Regions from separate parts of the Mus musculus genome. Here region 1 is linked to region 2. The links are chromatin contacts, called in public promoter capture Hi-C maps. All regions are on one chromosome and are shown on one strand. The core of a region is the stretch at or near the end of the contact, and the rest is flanking DNA. Distances in the headings are between cores, read along the strand shown.

The links. Promoter capture Hi-C pulls out the DNA fragments that hold promoters and counts their contacts.
Region 1: a contact with region 2 is called in a promoter capture Hi-C map of neutrophils, with 2.9 times the contacts expected there. The contact joins the promoter of Cebpe here to the promoter of Tox4 in region 2. A contact is called at or near these places in 2 of 39 promoter capture datasets (hippocampal neurons and neutrophils).

The regions. Positions count from the first base shown.
Region 1 is chr14:54,706,723-54,713,835 of GRCm38.p6, reverse strand. Cebpe (CCAAT/enhancer binding protein (C/EBP), epsilon) reads left to right here and starts at 1,662. Exons shown (of 2, transcript NM_207131.1): 1 at 1,662-2,387; 2 at 2,962-3,473. The coding sequence starts at 1,878. The coding sequence ends at 3,297.
Region 2 is chr14:52,277,570-52,284,905 of GRCm38.p6, reverse strand. It overlaps Tox4 (TOX high mobility group box family member 4), which reads right to left and starts at 5,760. Exons shown (of 10, transcript NM_023434.3): 1 at 5,674-5,760; 2 at 5,250-5,518; 3 at 5,017-5,085. The coding sequence starts at 5,255. It overlaps Rab2b (RAB2B, member RAS oncogene family), which reads left to right and starts at 5,511. Exons shown (of 8, transcript NM_172601.3): 1 at 5,511-5,710; 2 at 5,921-5,992. The coding sequence starts at 5,665.

The sequences.
Region 1 (7,113 bases), core at 413-2,912, 2.4 Mb before region 2:
GAGCACTCACTGCTCTTCCAGAGGACCTGAGTTTGACTCCAGGCATTCACACTGGGTGCCTCACAACTGCCTGTAATTCCAGCTCCAGGAGATCTGATGTCTCTGGCTTCCATGGGTACCTGGAAGTGTGCACACACATACACAAACACACACACACCACACACACACACACCACACACACCACACACACACACACACCACACACACCACACAAACACACACACACCACACCACACACACACATACCACACAACACAACACACACACACACAACACACACACACACTCACATACTTTAGAATAATGAAAATAAATTCATTTTAAAAATTCTGTCCCTCCCCCTAGAACATCTGTTTGCAATAAAAGAGCCAGGAAGGTATGGTAGCACAGCTATCAACTCAGCTCCGTGGAGAATGAAGCAGGAAGATGAGAGTTCAAGGCCAGGCTAGGCTAAAAGGGAGGCTCAACCTAAAAAAAAACAAACAACTGAAAAGTGACACACTTCTCATGTCTCTGTGTTCTTTTCTTGTCAGTAAATCCAGAACCGTGTCTGAAGCAGGGCCACAACCAAACTGGAGAGAGCAGGAAGTTCCGAACAAAACAGAAAAATGAACTTTGGGGGTTAGTAGAAGATCAAGAAGGGCGGGCAGGCAGCTACCAGCTTCTCCTTCGGACCCCGAAACAGCCCCAGGAAGAGGTGAGGACAAGAGAGAAGACTTCTCAAGCCTACAAGAGGAAGTGGACCCGAGAGACACGCACAGGTCAGAAAACAAGGGCCTGCATGCAGCTCAGGGCACAGGAAATAGGAGGCAGAGCCTCAGGCCAGCGCGGGTGGGGTCAGCCAGAACAGCTTTTAGGGTGGAGCAACTGGGACCTCCAGCAGATCCTTTCTGTTGGTTCTGAGGCTGCAGCTTGCCTGGGCCTGAGGTACAGGACCCATGTCTTGACCAGAAACCTCAGCTATGTCCTGGCAGCCCCGGACTGTGCCAGGCTGCTAGCCATAGCCAGATCTGGAGACATGCACACAAGCCCTGTGCAAAGACCTAACCGAAGAACCTTAATAGGGGCCCTCTGGAGGCAAAGGCAGGCAGAACTCTGTGAGTTCAAGGCCAGCCTGAGCTACATCGTGAGACCCTGTCTCAAAACTAGCAAATGGGCATACCCTGTACTAGGGCCAGGGGTAGCTTGGTCCTAGAATCTACTACTACTTCCCAAACCCTTCAAACAATGATGGTCTACACAGAGAAAAATGTCTTGGGAGGTGGGGCTACAGAAGGAACTGACTTACCCCGGGGTAGGTGGAGTTCAGGACTTGGGGGTGGGGGCGGGGAGGGGGGGGGACGGGACAGGGAGGAAGATGCATCAAGGGAGGAGTTTAGACCAAGTTGGCACTGGGGGAATGCTTTGTCTATTGGCTCTGGCTTGACACCTCACTCTGCACAGGTCTCTTTGGAAATCGGAGGAAGACAGATATTCAGAGAAGCTACTCTGGGCAAGGGATTAGAATCCCTTGAACTCGCAGGGCAAAAAGGGCCATTTTCTCAAACAGCAACTTCTGGACTGTGGCTGGGGCCTTCGCAAAGAGCGCCCTAACTGCTAAGCACCCCTCCCTCCGGGGTGTGCCCTGCCCCTCCCTTAGTCACCCCAAGGAGAGAGAGGAAAAGGGAAGAAAGGAAGAGGTACTGACTACAGAAGGAAAGGGAAGCAGAGGAGGAGAGAAGCCACGTAGGAGTTGGTGACGGAGAAGACCAGAGAGGGCAAACCTAGGGCAAATCTAGGACCGGGGGAGATCCAAGAAAGGGCAGGCTGAGCATCCCAACGGGCGGGCGCCCCCAGCACAGGACCCAGGGGCGGGGAGCCAAGGGGGCGGGCCGGCCATGTCCCACGGGACCTACTATGAGTGCGAGCCTCGGGGTGGCCAGCAGCCACTTGAGTTCTCAGGGGGTCGAGCTGGGCCCGGGGAGCTGGGGGACATGTGTGAGCATGAGGCCTCCATCGACCTCTCCGCCTACATCGAGTCTGGGGAAGAACAGCTACTTTCTGACCTCTTTGCCATGAAGCCAACGCCTGAAGCCCGAAGCCTTAAGGGCCCAGGAGCCCCCTCGTTTCCTCACTACCTGCCGGCTGACCCTCGGCCATTCGCCTATCCCTCACACACATTTGGCCCAGATAGGAAGGCTTTGGGGCCTGGCATCTACAGCAACCCAGGGAGCTACGACCCCAGGGCTGTGGCGGTGAAGGAGGAGCCTCGTGGGCCAGAGGGCAACCGAGGCACCAGTCGAGGCAGCTACAATCCCCTGCAGTACCAAGTGGCACACTGCGGGCAGACAGCCGTGCACCTCCCCCCGACCCTGGCAGCACCTGGCCAGCCCTTGCGTGTCCTCAAGGTAAGACCAAGGTAGCTCTCCCCGCTTCTTCCCCCCAGGGTGGAGCAAGGTGGGTGGTTGAGGGAATTCTGACTACTGGGCTTCCCTAACAAGTCTATGTTTGGTGCTCCTCTGTGAACATGCCCTACCCCAAGGTCCTGTTTCCCAACTCTGTGAATTTATTTCTTAGAACTCGGCTGTGTCCTGAAGACACTTGTAATAGCTGCTCTGCCCTGATCTCAGGCAGGACCAGGTTTCCTGCTGTGCACTATACCTCTTGCTTCTCTGCTGCCTGCTTTTGGATGAGGAAACATGGCTGACTAGAATTTTAGAACGGGAGACTTATTACAGACAAACCAAAGGGAAGGGAATAATGAGAGCATGATAGAAAGCTTTGGTCTCAGACCAAGGACCATATGTATCTGGGTTACGGTCCTTCACAGAGACAGGGAGATGGATGCCTGGGAGATCGGAGCTCTCTGGGAGTCCTGTATCCCTTTGAGGCCTCACATATGCTCTCCCTGCTGGGTTTCCTGCTTAGCCTTCACTCTGCCTCCTGGTGGACCCTCACCTCTCTGTCCCCCTTACCCTCCAGGCCCCTGTGGCAGCTGCTGCCCCTCCCTGCAGTCCCCTTCTCAAGGCACCCTCCCCTGCTGGCCCCTCACACAAGGGCAAGAAGGCAGTGAACAAAGATAGCCTGGAGTACCGACTGCGACGTGAACGTAACAACATCGCGGTGCGCAAGAGCCGGGACAAGGCCAAGAGGCGCATTATGGAGACTCAGCAGAAGGTCCTGGAGTACATGGCTGAAAACGAGCGTCTGCGCAACCGCGTAGACCAGCTCACTCAGGAGCTAGACACTCTGCGCAACCTCTTCCGCCAGATCCCTGAGGCTGCTAGCCTCATCAAGGGTGTCGGGGGCTGCAGCTGAGCCTGCCTGGCAGACTGTGGGCACCAGACCCTAAGGGCCCCGCCCACCCTTCTAGGTCCCCAGAGTCCTGAACAGGCCAAGCCTGAGACAGAGATCGTGGACAATGGCAGCCAGTAATTGGGAAGGTCGGGACCAAATGATTCTGTGGCTGAATAAACTGCACTGTTACTTGATGCTGAAGCTGTTCACTGGGTCTTGGGCCTGGGCCTGGTGGGAGGGGATACCCATGGAGGACCCCAAGGGCAGGGAATACATGTGGCTAGTCCACATAGTCTTGACTCCATGTCCAAATGAATGCCTAGAAATACTAACATGCCGCCCACGGCTGGCTCTGTCCATCACACCCTCCAGCCTAGCCTCAGCCTGTCCCTCTGCTTCTCTGTCACTTCACCTCCATGTCCACCCCACCTACCCACTTGGTCCTTTGTACATCGAGTGTGTGCTTGCTACCACCACAGTGCATGCCAGTGTCTGGAGCAGCCTCTGCATTCTGCCCTGAGAGAATCCTGGGGCTCTGATGACCCCAGTGCCACACAACTCCAGTGCCAGCCCCACTGGCCTAGGGCCTGCTCTCTGACTTTAGGCCTCAGAGCTCATTTCCCAGGTGACCAAGAGAAAGCTTTCTGATGACTCTGCCATATTTGTGGTCCCTTGGCTCTTGATCCAGCATTCTGCCTCTTGTCTTGTTCTACATCCTCACTCCCATCTTTATCCTTCATCCCCGCAGGCCACTGGAGAAGGTAAGCCCAGGAGAAACCAGTTAGGATCTGGTGTGTATGTGAGAACCCTGACCCCGAGGAAGCCAATGACAAGTCAGTCTGTGCCTGCGACTCCCCCCTCCCCACTCCAGGTGGTTTCTTCCCCATAGAACTGCGGCCCAGGAAGCAAAACCGTACAGTAGTAGAGGGCGTCAGCTTGCTGTCTCACCTTGAACCAGTTACCTCTCCCTTCCGTGCCTCGGTTTCCTCATCGGCACAGGAGGAATCTGAGTGCCTAGCCCGCATTGTTACTTTCACAGAAAAATGGAGTTTGACATGTGGTGGGCGTGAGTGTTTGTTCCAGCTCTATTTTGCTAAATGTAAAAAGACATCCGTTATCTAGACTTCTCATTCTGCAGGTGAGGAGCCTGGAGCCTGTGAGAGGGATAGGGAGAGAGGAGACCACTAGAATCACACAACTATTTAGAGGTAGAATCAAAATTAGCTCCATGAAATCACAGATCTCAAGAGGTCCTAGGAGAGACCTCAAGAGATCATCTGGGCGAGCTTTGCCCTCAGACAAGCGAGATAGTGGGAGCCACATCTTGTAGATAAAGCAGGGAGGGCCGAAGTGGATAAGCGCTCGCTCAGTCCCTCACTGCCTCAGCACTATACCTTTCTTCTACTCTCGCTGCCACAGCAAAAACCAGCATAGATGTGGTCCATGAGCCATGGTCGGTCGAGGAATAATTCAGGGCTGGGTTGGGACTGAGTTAGCAGAGTTCACAACAAGATCCTAGGCCCCAGCATTAGCACCACGGAACACCACTGTGAATTGCCCCCACAATGTTAGAGACTGGACAGGATAAGAGCAACTCTGTGCGTGTGTGTGTGTGTCTGTGTCTGTGTCTGTGTGTGTGTGTGTCTCTCTGTGTCTCTGTGTGTGTGTGTTTGTGTCTATGTGTCTGTGTGTGTGTGTGTGTATGCCTGTGTGTGTGTCTGTGTCTATGTGTGTGTGTGTCTGTGTGTGTTTGTGTCTATGTGTCTGTGTGTGTGTATGCCTGTGTGTGTGTGTCTATGTGTGTGTGTGTGTCTGTGTGTGTGTTTGTGTGTGTGTGTCTGTGTGTGTGTATGTCTCTGTGTGTGTGTCTATGTGTGTGTATATGTCTGTGTGTGTATGTCTGTGTGTGTTTGTGTGTGTGTGTTTGTGTGTGTATGGATCATCACAGGTCCATTCCACTTCTGATTTCAGTGGTAGAAACTCTCACAGTGTCCCAGGCATCTTGTGTGCAAGATGTCCAAATGAACGCCTAGAGATACTGACATGCTGCCCACAGCTCTCTCCATCACACCCTCCACCTAACCTCCAGGCTAATCCAAGCTAACACCATCTAGGCTAGCTAACCTTGGCTCCCTTTTGCCTCTGTGCCTCTGTGCCTCTTTTTCCTGTGTCCTCAGGCCTTCAGCTGATTAGGGGAGACTTGAACCTTTGGGTGGAAGGACTGATGGACACTACTTGAGTAGGAGATGAAGCTGCCCATCTCTGTGCCACCTGGGAAAATCCTCTCACTTCTCCATCAGCCTAGGGGTAGCTGGGATGCACAGGGAGTTTGTGCAGAATACAGCTGGTGTCTCAGCCTCCCCATTCACTCCTTTCCCCTTAAGGTCTCCCCATTCATTAGAGATGGCATTAGATGTTGGGGGCTGCTTTGCCTGAGCATTTTCCCAATAGCTCTGAGCTGTATCTCCTTCCAGCCCCCCAGCAACCTGTCAATCCTCAGAGTGACTGATAGGAGTCTTTCTAGTTGGCCCTGAGGCTGAAGAAGAGTCATCTCCCCAGTGAGATTCCCCATAAGATATGACAAAGACCAGCCAAACTCACTCTCCTCCTGTCCGATTCTATCCTGAGATGTCTTGCCACCTGCAGGAGGCTCTCAGTCTGCCATTAGCTGGCTTTAGCCAAAGTAATTTATTCAAGCATCCTTCCCGAGAAAGAGACAGCTGCAGGAATAGGAAGGAAAAGGTGATGAGGAGCCAGCATGCCTCCTGTCTCCCATGGCCCCTCCACCCACCGTTCTCTGTCCCTTCCCAGGCAGCTCTGCTCCCTTCATCAACAGGCTTCCCCTGACGTGAGGAGACTGGCGTAAGGGTGCAGGGCAGCTAGAGGAGAAGAAGACAGAACTCTGTGATGGCCCCTCTCTGGGCATTCCCCTGCCCTTGGGGCCTGGTATGGCAATGACTCTACTGCTGTTGGAGCCCTCCCTGGTACCTGCCATTCCTGAGGCTTCCCGAGCCTCCCCTTGCGTGCCTGGATAAAGTGCTTTCCTTCTCATTATCCCACTTGAGTGTGCCTGCCAGGGATTTCAAATTAACAAGCATACCATTTCAGTGAGGAAAGTTAAAGGCCTCTTGGAGGAGGTGAGATTTAAGTTGAAACCTAAAAACTTCCCAGAAGGTTGATGCGCTTCAGAGCCTACTGTGGGCACGGGGAGGAGACCTACTGTGGGCACAAGGAAGAGCCCTACTGTGGGCTCGGGGAAAGAGCCGCGGCTAGGCTGGATGACCTGAAAGGACAAACTCCAGAAAATGCCTCCTGGTCAGAAAGGAGCTGACAAATGACCCTCCTGCGGTTCCCTCGGCCCCAAAGCTGGAGCTAGGAGGCAAGGCGAGGCAAGGCCTGCTGCTTTATCTCTGCCCTAAGCATGACCGCTCAGGGCTGTCCACAGGGAAAGGACACAGCAGGAGGAGAGGAGGGAGGGGCATTTGGCCAAGTCCTGCTGCAGTTTGCAAAGGCTCCAAGCCTGGGGTTTGGGGGACCTGTGAAAAGCAGTGAAGCGACCCTTCCCCACCCCCAGCCACATCCATTCTTCTTGTGAAAAAGGTCCCTTTTCCTTCCTGAGCAGAGCTGAGGTCATGGACAGAAGCCCTGAACTGAGACGCGATCTCAGGCTACAGGGAGGCCAGGGAGAAGGAAGGCTGTGGGGAGATACAGATACCGCGAGGGAGGAAGCTGTCCAAGGTGAGTCTACCAAGGTCAGTCAGCGGGTGCTTGTGAAAGCTGCCCCCCTCTATGCACACCTCCCAACCCCCAGAGATTGCCTCACTCCCGGGGGCCCCC
Region 2 (7,336 bases), core at 4,511-7,010:
AGGTTTCTTGGCTATCTCAAAACTCTTTGTACACTAGGCTGTCCTCTCCTCAAACTCAGAGATCCTCCAGCCTCTGCATCCCCGGTGCTGGAATTAAAAGCGTGGGCCATTGCACCCAGCTTCTTTTAAAGACCTTGTCTCAAATGACAAGCCTCTTGACTGCTGGAATTATAATCACACCCAACTTCACTCCTATTCCGAGCGGGGGTCACTATTCACAGAACTAACAGCAATATCTAACCAAAGGTATATTTGACAGTTTCCTCATGACACTAAAAAACTAAAATAGAAGCATCTAGAACAAAAAGTGTTGTTTTAAGTAATAAGCAAGAGGCTTTGTAGAAAGAGCTGTGGCTCCTCTCAGCTCAAGGCCTTGAGCAGGTTTTCCTTATCTATAGAAATGGAGATTATGGCCTGAACAATGGTGCACACTCATCTCAGCAGCAAGAGACTTGAGCCAGGAAGGTGGGTGAGTTTCAGTCCAGGCTGCGCAGTATAGTTTGTTTCAGGCCATCCCGTGAAATACCCTATCTCAAGAAAACAAAAACAAGCTGGGTGTGGCAGCACAAATCTTTAGTCTAGCCTTCTAGAAACAATGCACTTAGTCTAAATGTTCCCAGACTCTGGGCTTTGAAGGAAAAGCCAGTTGGAGGGTTACGTTTATAAGAAAGGATACCAAGGAGCTAGTGAGATGGCTCACTGGGTAAGGTGCATGCTACCAAGCCTACCAACCTAAGTTCAATCCCTGGACCCTGGAGGGAGGGAGAGAAAAGGGGGGGAGGAGAAAGAGAGGGAGTGGGAGGGAAGGAAGGGAGGGCTGGAGAAAGAGAGAGAGAGAACACACGAGTGCACGCCTTGCTCTTGTGTGTGGTGTGTGCGCACACCATACTACGCGCACACACACACCCCACACACACACACACCCCACACATGCACACATGAGAGCAAGCTCACCTGCTCTCCACCTCTCACCTTCCCTTTAGGACATGTGAACATAATAAGTAAATAAAATAAAATGCAATTGAAAATAAAAATAAAGATTGCTTAGATACTGATTGAAGGAGAGGCAGAAGAGATGACTCAGCAGTTAAGAACATTTGCTGCTCTCTGAAAAGGACGCAGGCTCAGTTTTCAGCACCCACTCTGCTCACAACTATCTTTAACTCTAGCCCCAGGGATCAAATGCCTTCTGTCCTCTGCCTGCACACAGACACACAAACCATGACAACTAGCATCCGTCCTCTCCTCTCTTCTCATCTCCCTGTGCTTCTCTATCCTCTTCCCTCTGTCCAGAGGTTCAATCAGAAGCTCCCACATACTAAGCAAAAACTCTAAAAATGACCTATATACCAGCCATCAAGGATTTAGAAAAACAGTTTTATCAGTGCTGGAGAGATGCCTCAGTGGTTTAGAGCATTTGCTGCTCTTCCAGAGGACCTGGGTTCCATTCCCAGCACCCACATGGTGGCTCACAAACGTGTATAATGCAGACCCAAAGGAATCTCTTGTCCTCTTCTGACCTCCACAGGCACCTGACATGTGATGCACAGACATAGATACAGGCACAACACCCATACACAAAAAATCTCTCCAGCCCCTATAATGATATATTTGATATAAAGAAGTTCTTAACTTGAACACCGTCCATTTTTTCCTATTAATTTATGGCTAATACTCCATAAGGGCAGCTATTTTCTTTTTGACAATACAAAACAAAATAAAACAAAAAACCAAAATAAAAACCAAGCAAACTTGAAAAATGACTGTTCTTCAAAAAGAATTGCTTTAAAAAGATCACCTATTTTTAGTGATGGCTTACAATAAGGCTGGAAACAACAAGACCCATACATTCACTAACATGAAGATTAAAAGCCAGGCACGGTGGCATATATTTTAATCCCAGAACTCAGGAAGCAGAGGCAAACGAAGGCCAGCCTAGTCGCATAGCAAGTTTGCTGTCAGCCAAGACTACACAGTGAAACGATTCCTCTCAAACTAAACAAAGACATAAAGTTTAAAAATTCACTGAGAGGCAGGAACAAGTAGGTGCACAAGTTGTAAGTAACAAGGACACAGTCAAGGCCTAAAGGAAGCTCCTGAAACGGACCTTAAAGCTTAGCTGAATGTTCCCTCCTCTCAACAGCTACACCAGGAGCCAGAACAGAACAGAAACAAAGGGCAGAAGCAAGCCTTGAAAGTCCTCCCTTTTTCCGTCAATGCTGGGTCAAGGGTCCAGCACACAGTAGGCCAGTGCTTCGCTATCTAGTCCCTGTATGGTTTTTTTTTAAATTTATTTATTATTATACATAAGTACACTGTAGCTGTCTTCAGACACTCCAGAAGAGGGTGTCAGGTCTCATTAGATGGTTGTGAGTCACCATGTAGTTGCTGGGATTTGAACTCAGGACCTTCAGAAGAGCAGTCAGTGCTCTTAACCCCTGAGCCATCTCACCAGCCCCGTCCCTGCATGTTTTAAAGGGCCATCCCTCATGCTGTTAGCTTTTGATCAACGTCAGACTGGTAGGAAAAATTGAAAGCTGTATTTACCTTTTTTTTTCCTTTTTTGGAGACATGGTCTATGTAATTTTGAATTTAAAGAGATACACATGGGGTGGGGGTGGGGGAGACTGGAGAAATGGTTCAGTGGTTAAGAGCACTGACTACTCTTCCAGAGGTCCTGAGTTCAATCCCCAGCAACCACATGGTGGCTCACAACCATCTGCAATGAGATCTGACGCCCTTTTCTGGTGTGTCTCTCTGAAGAGATCAACAGTGTACTCGCATAAATAAATCTTAAAAAAAAAAAAAAAAAAAAAGACACACAACTCTGTCTCCCAAATGTTGGAATTAGGATTAAAGATGTGTACCACTACACCCAACCTTGTGTTTACCTTTTTTTTTTTTTTTTTTTTTTTTTTTTGGTTTTTCCGAGAGAGGGTTTCTCTGTGTAGCCCTGGCTGTCCTGGAACTCTGTAGACCAGGCTGGCCTTGAACTCAGAAATCCACCTGCCTCGGCTGAGTGCTGAGATTAAAAGCGTGTGCCACCACATCCAGCCGTGTTTACTTTTAAAATGTACTTTCCTATAAATAAGGACAATGTGACTTACTGCACTCCAAACAATGAAATCAGACCATGGAGACCTTTTGGATGGAACTCGGAATAAAATCACCAAGTGTAAGACTTCGTTTCCTTCCTAATTTTGCCACTCATTTGAGTCATACCTCCCTTTGCTTAGGAGAATATTCAATAATATTAAGTTAAACAATAAACCAGCAGCCAGGAGTGCTAGAGTATGCCTTTAATCACAGGAAAGAGTTCTGTTCTGAATGGGAAGAACTCTTTACTGGAAAGGCAGAGGCAAGTGGATATCTTTGAGTTTGAGGTCAGCCTGGCCTACATTGTGAGTTCCAGGACAGCCAGAGCTATGTGAGATTGTCTTTTATTTAAAAAGAAAGAAAGAAAGAAAGAAAGAAAGAGAGAGAGAGAGAGAGAGAGAGAGAGAGAGAGAGAGAGAGAGAGAGAAAGAAAGAAAGAAAGAAAGAAAGAAAGAAAGAAAGAAAGAAAGAGAGAAAGAAAGAGAGAAAGAAAGAAAGAAAGAAAGAAAGAAAGAAAGAAAGAGAGAGAGAGAGAGAGAGAGAGAGAAAGAAAGAAAGAAAGAAAGAAAGAAAGAAAGAAGAGAGAGAGAGAGAAAGAGAGAAAGAAAGAGAGAAAGAAAGAAAGAAAGAAAGAAAGAAGAGAGAGAGAGAGAGAGAGAGAGAGAGAGAAAGAAAGAAAGAAAGAAAGAAAGAGGAAAAGAAAAAGGAAAGAAAAGAAAAAAAAACACCAAAAAACCAAACCAAACCAAACCAAAACAAAAAACAAAAAGCAAAAGCAACTAGCAATCACTCACTGTCAATCATCTCTCAACCATAACAATGTTCCCACAGGATAAACCGACACAACAGCAATGGATAACTACTTTTGGTGCAAACAACCGTGCAAATGAATTCACAGCACTTTGGGAGGTAGTATATAATCCTCAAAAGATGGACCAAGGCTCAAGTTCTCAAAAAAAAAATGGTAAAATTTCATACACTGCAGCTTTGACTTTCGCTTGCTCAAATAAGTTTTATGCTTTCTAATAGGAAAATCTGTCAACCAAAAGTTTTCCTGAATATCTTACAGCAGTGGCTCTCAACGTTCCTAATGCTGCATGGACCCTTTATTATGGTTCCTCATATTATGGTGACCCCCAACCATAAAATTATTTTCGCTGCTATTTCACAAATATAAGTTTGCTACTGTTATGAATCACAAAGTATCTGTTTTCCTATGGTCTTAGGTGACCCTTGTGGAAGGTCTTAGAACATCCAACAACCATTACTTCTACTTCACGCCATCTTTAAAAACCAAACCAAACCAAACCAAACCAAACCCTGTTATTATAGTCATTTGACAACTGGAATCCAAAGGTGACATAGTCAGTCTGTGATCACTGGGAAACAGGTGCACTCTACCCCCTTCTATGTTCTCTGGCAGCTATTTCTTTCCCTCTGTCGTTCTTTAGCCAAGCAAACAGATGCCACATCAGTAGGATGAACCACTTTTATCAGAAAAGACATTTCAAATAAAAGAGCCCCCTATAGAATTCAAGAAATAACAACTGTCCGAAGTTATTCCCTGCTGGATAAACAACTTTCTTTATCTCGATTTCTTTACTGAAAAAATTTTTTTTCTTTCTTGCTGTCTCCCAAGATTGTTAGTTATTTCACCCCCAACCAAAGAACAATTCCTTTCGTTCTTCCTATTCAGAACAGAAACTCCTCAAACAAGCCGTCTCTTCAACATCCTGGTTTCCTCATGACAGCCGCTTTCGGTTCTCCCCCACCCCCACCCCCTCCACAGTCCTTAGAGGAGCTCGAAGCCTCGGCCACTGTCCCCTCCAGCTCCCGCCAGCCCCCGCGCTCACCCCCACCGTCCTTCCCTAACCGCTGCCTAGGCCCTCCGGCGCCCCAGCATCAGCAGCTTTTGCTCACCTCGGCTCCTGACAGGAAAGGGTGCGAGGGCCCAGTGATCGTCAGGTAATTGTCATTTCCTCCGGGAAACTGTAAACCAAAAGAAAGCCGCGGTGGGTGAGTGAGCGGAGCAGTGGCGTGCTGAGACCCCAGCCCTCCCGAGCCCCCCTGGCTCCTCGCTGCCCTGCATTCCCGCTTCCGCTTCCCCTAGTCGGCCGCGAACCCTCATCAGCCCTCAAAGACTCGGCACCCACCTCCATCTTCACAGCACCACTACCAGCGACTCAGCGTCTCCGCGTCCGCATCGCTCCCACCGCCCCCACTAGGTTCCGAGCGCGTCACTTCCTCAAGGAGAAAGCGTCGCTCTCCGATGATTGGACCGAGTCAGGGACGCAACCAGTCTCGATCCCAGCTGCCCGAAGGGTCGCTGTCGCCCCCTGGAGCTTGGTGGGATAATGGCATGTAGAAGAGCACTGGGTGGCCCTAGAGGCGGCGTCCGGTACAGCCGATCCAGCGAAGATTTCTGGGGGAGAGCAATAGAGACGCAGCTTGAGCTAGAAGGGCTGGAGCGGAGGCAAATAAGGAGACCCGTAGATTGAGTGGCTAGAGAGGTCGGAGGTAAGTGGCTGTAGAAATCGGGAGGACCCGGAACACAGACGCCTCGGGACCATGACTTACGCTTATCTCTTCAAGTACATCATCATCGGAGACACAGGTAACCCGCCGACGGACCGCCTTCGGAGTTGGGGCGGGGATCCTACCTCCAAAATCGGCTTGGGGGCGGGGCGGGGTGAGCGGAGTTGCGCGGAGGGGGCGGGGCGAGCCCCGGGGGCGGGGCTCTGCCCCTGCCTTAGACCCTGTTCCCTGTCTGGGAGCCAGCGGCTTCCCGGGTGACGTGCGTCTAGTGAACACCGTTCTTTCGCAGGTGTGGGGAAGTCATGTCTCCTCCTTCAGTTTACCGACAAGCGGTTCCAGCCCGTGCACGACCTCACAATAGGTAAGCTATCCCCTCGTTCCAGAACAGCTAAAAGCTAGCTGCCAGAACTGCTAAAGGAGAAAGTTACAGTCTCAGTATTCTAAATAAAAAGTTACTTCTCGGCCGGGCGTGGTAGCTCGCGCCTTTAATCCCAGCACTCGGGAGGCAGGTGGATTTCAGAGTTCGAGGCCAGCCTGGTCTACAAAGTGAGTTCCAGGACATCCAGGGCTACACAGAGAAACCCTGTCTTGAAAAACCAAAAAAAGTTACTTCTCGCTACCTTGGTCTGAAATCATGGTATATGAAAAATGATAAAAGCTGGTAAGTGGAGGATAAATGATTGAAAGGTAACTTTAGAGATGGATGTAAGATACTAGTTGCCGTAGGATTTTTTTTTCTTCCAATGCAACTTGTATGTTTATGGAAAAATCCCACGGAAACATGACTGCTTATTAAACATCTCATCTGTATTTTGTTATTAACTACCAGCTTCACATGTTTTTCAACATAAACACCAACATAGGATTCTTTTAAGTCTGGAGAGGTAAAAGCCAATGTACGGACATTGCAGTTCTTCCTGCACAGACACCTCCTCTAATCTCTTCACCTTCTCTTCTTTTAGGAGCAAATAGCCTCAGATTCATTATATAACCCACACTGGACACAAACTCCCAGAGATCCTCCTGCATTAGACTCTCCCCCCCCCACCCCCTCGGGACAGGGTTTCTCTCTGTGTGGCCCTGGCTGTCCTGGAACTCACTCTGTAGGACAGGCTGGCTTCAAAAATCAGAAATCCGCCTGCCTCTGCCTCCCAAGTGCTGGGATTAAAGGCGTGCGCCACCACTCCCAGCCTCACGGACTTTCGTAATAAGTTTGTTTTTGCGCCGAGACTGGCTTTAAGCTTCCTGGGTAACCTGACCATGATTTTGACTTGATCGTCCTAAATGCTGGGATTAGATATGCACCACTATACTCAGCCTGTTTTTTAGTTTCTTACTCATTGAAATTACATTCTTATTGTTCTGAGAGAAAAAAAAAGTTGACAGTGATTTTTTTTTTCCAAAAAAATATCTTTTTGATTTTTGTTGAGGTAATAGGTATTCAGAACAGGTATTTCATATAGCACCTTAAAGTAAAAATATTTATATAGAGTATGAATTCCTCATGCTATGTACAAAATACTATTTTGAAAATAGAAAAGGGGATGAATTGTCTGCTTATGATGCAGTGGGGTTTTTGTTTTTTTGAAATATTGTCCTTGAAAGAGATGAATTTTGCCTAGAAATAGAAAAGTGTCAAAAGCTCTATCAGTTCGTCAGTTTCCATACTGCTTTAAGAGAGGCTATTACCAATGTACTCTGGAAA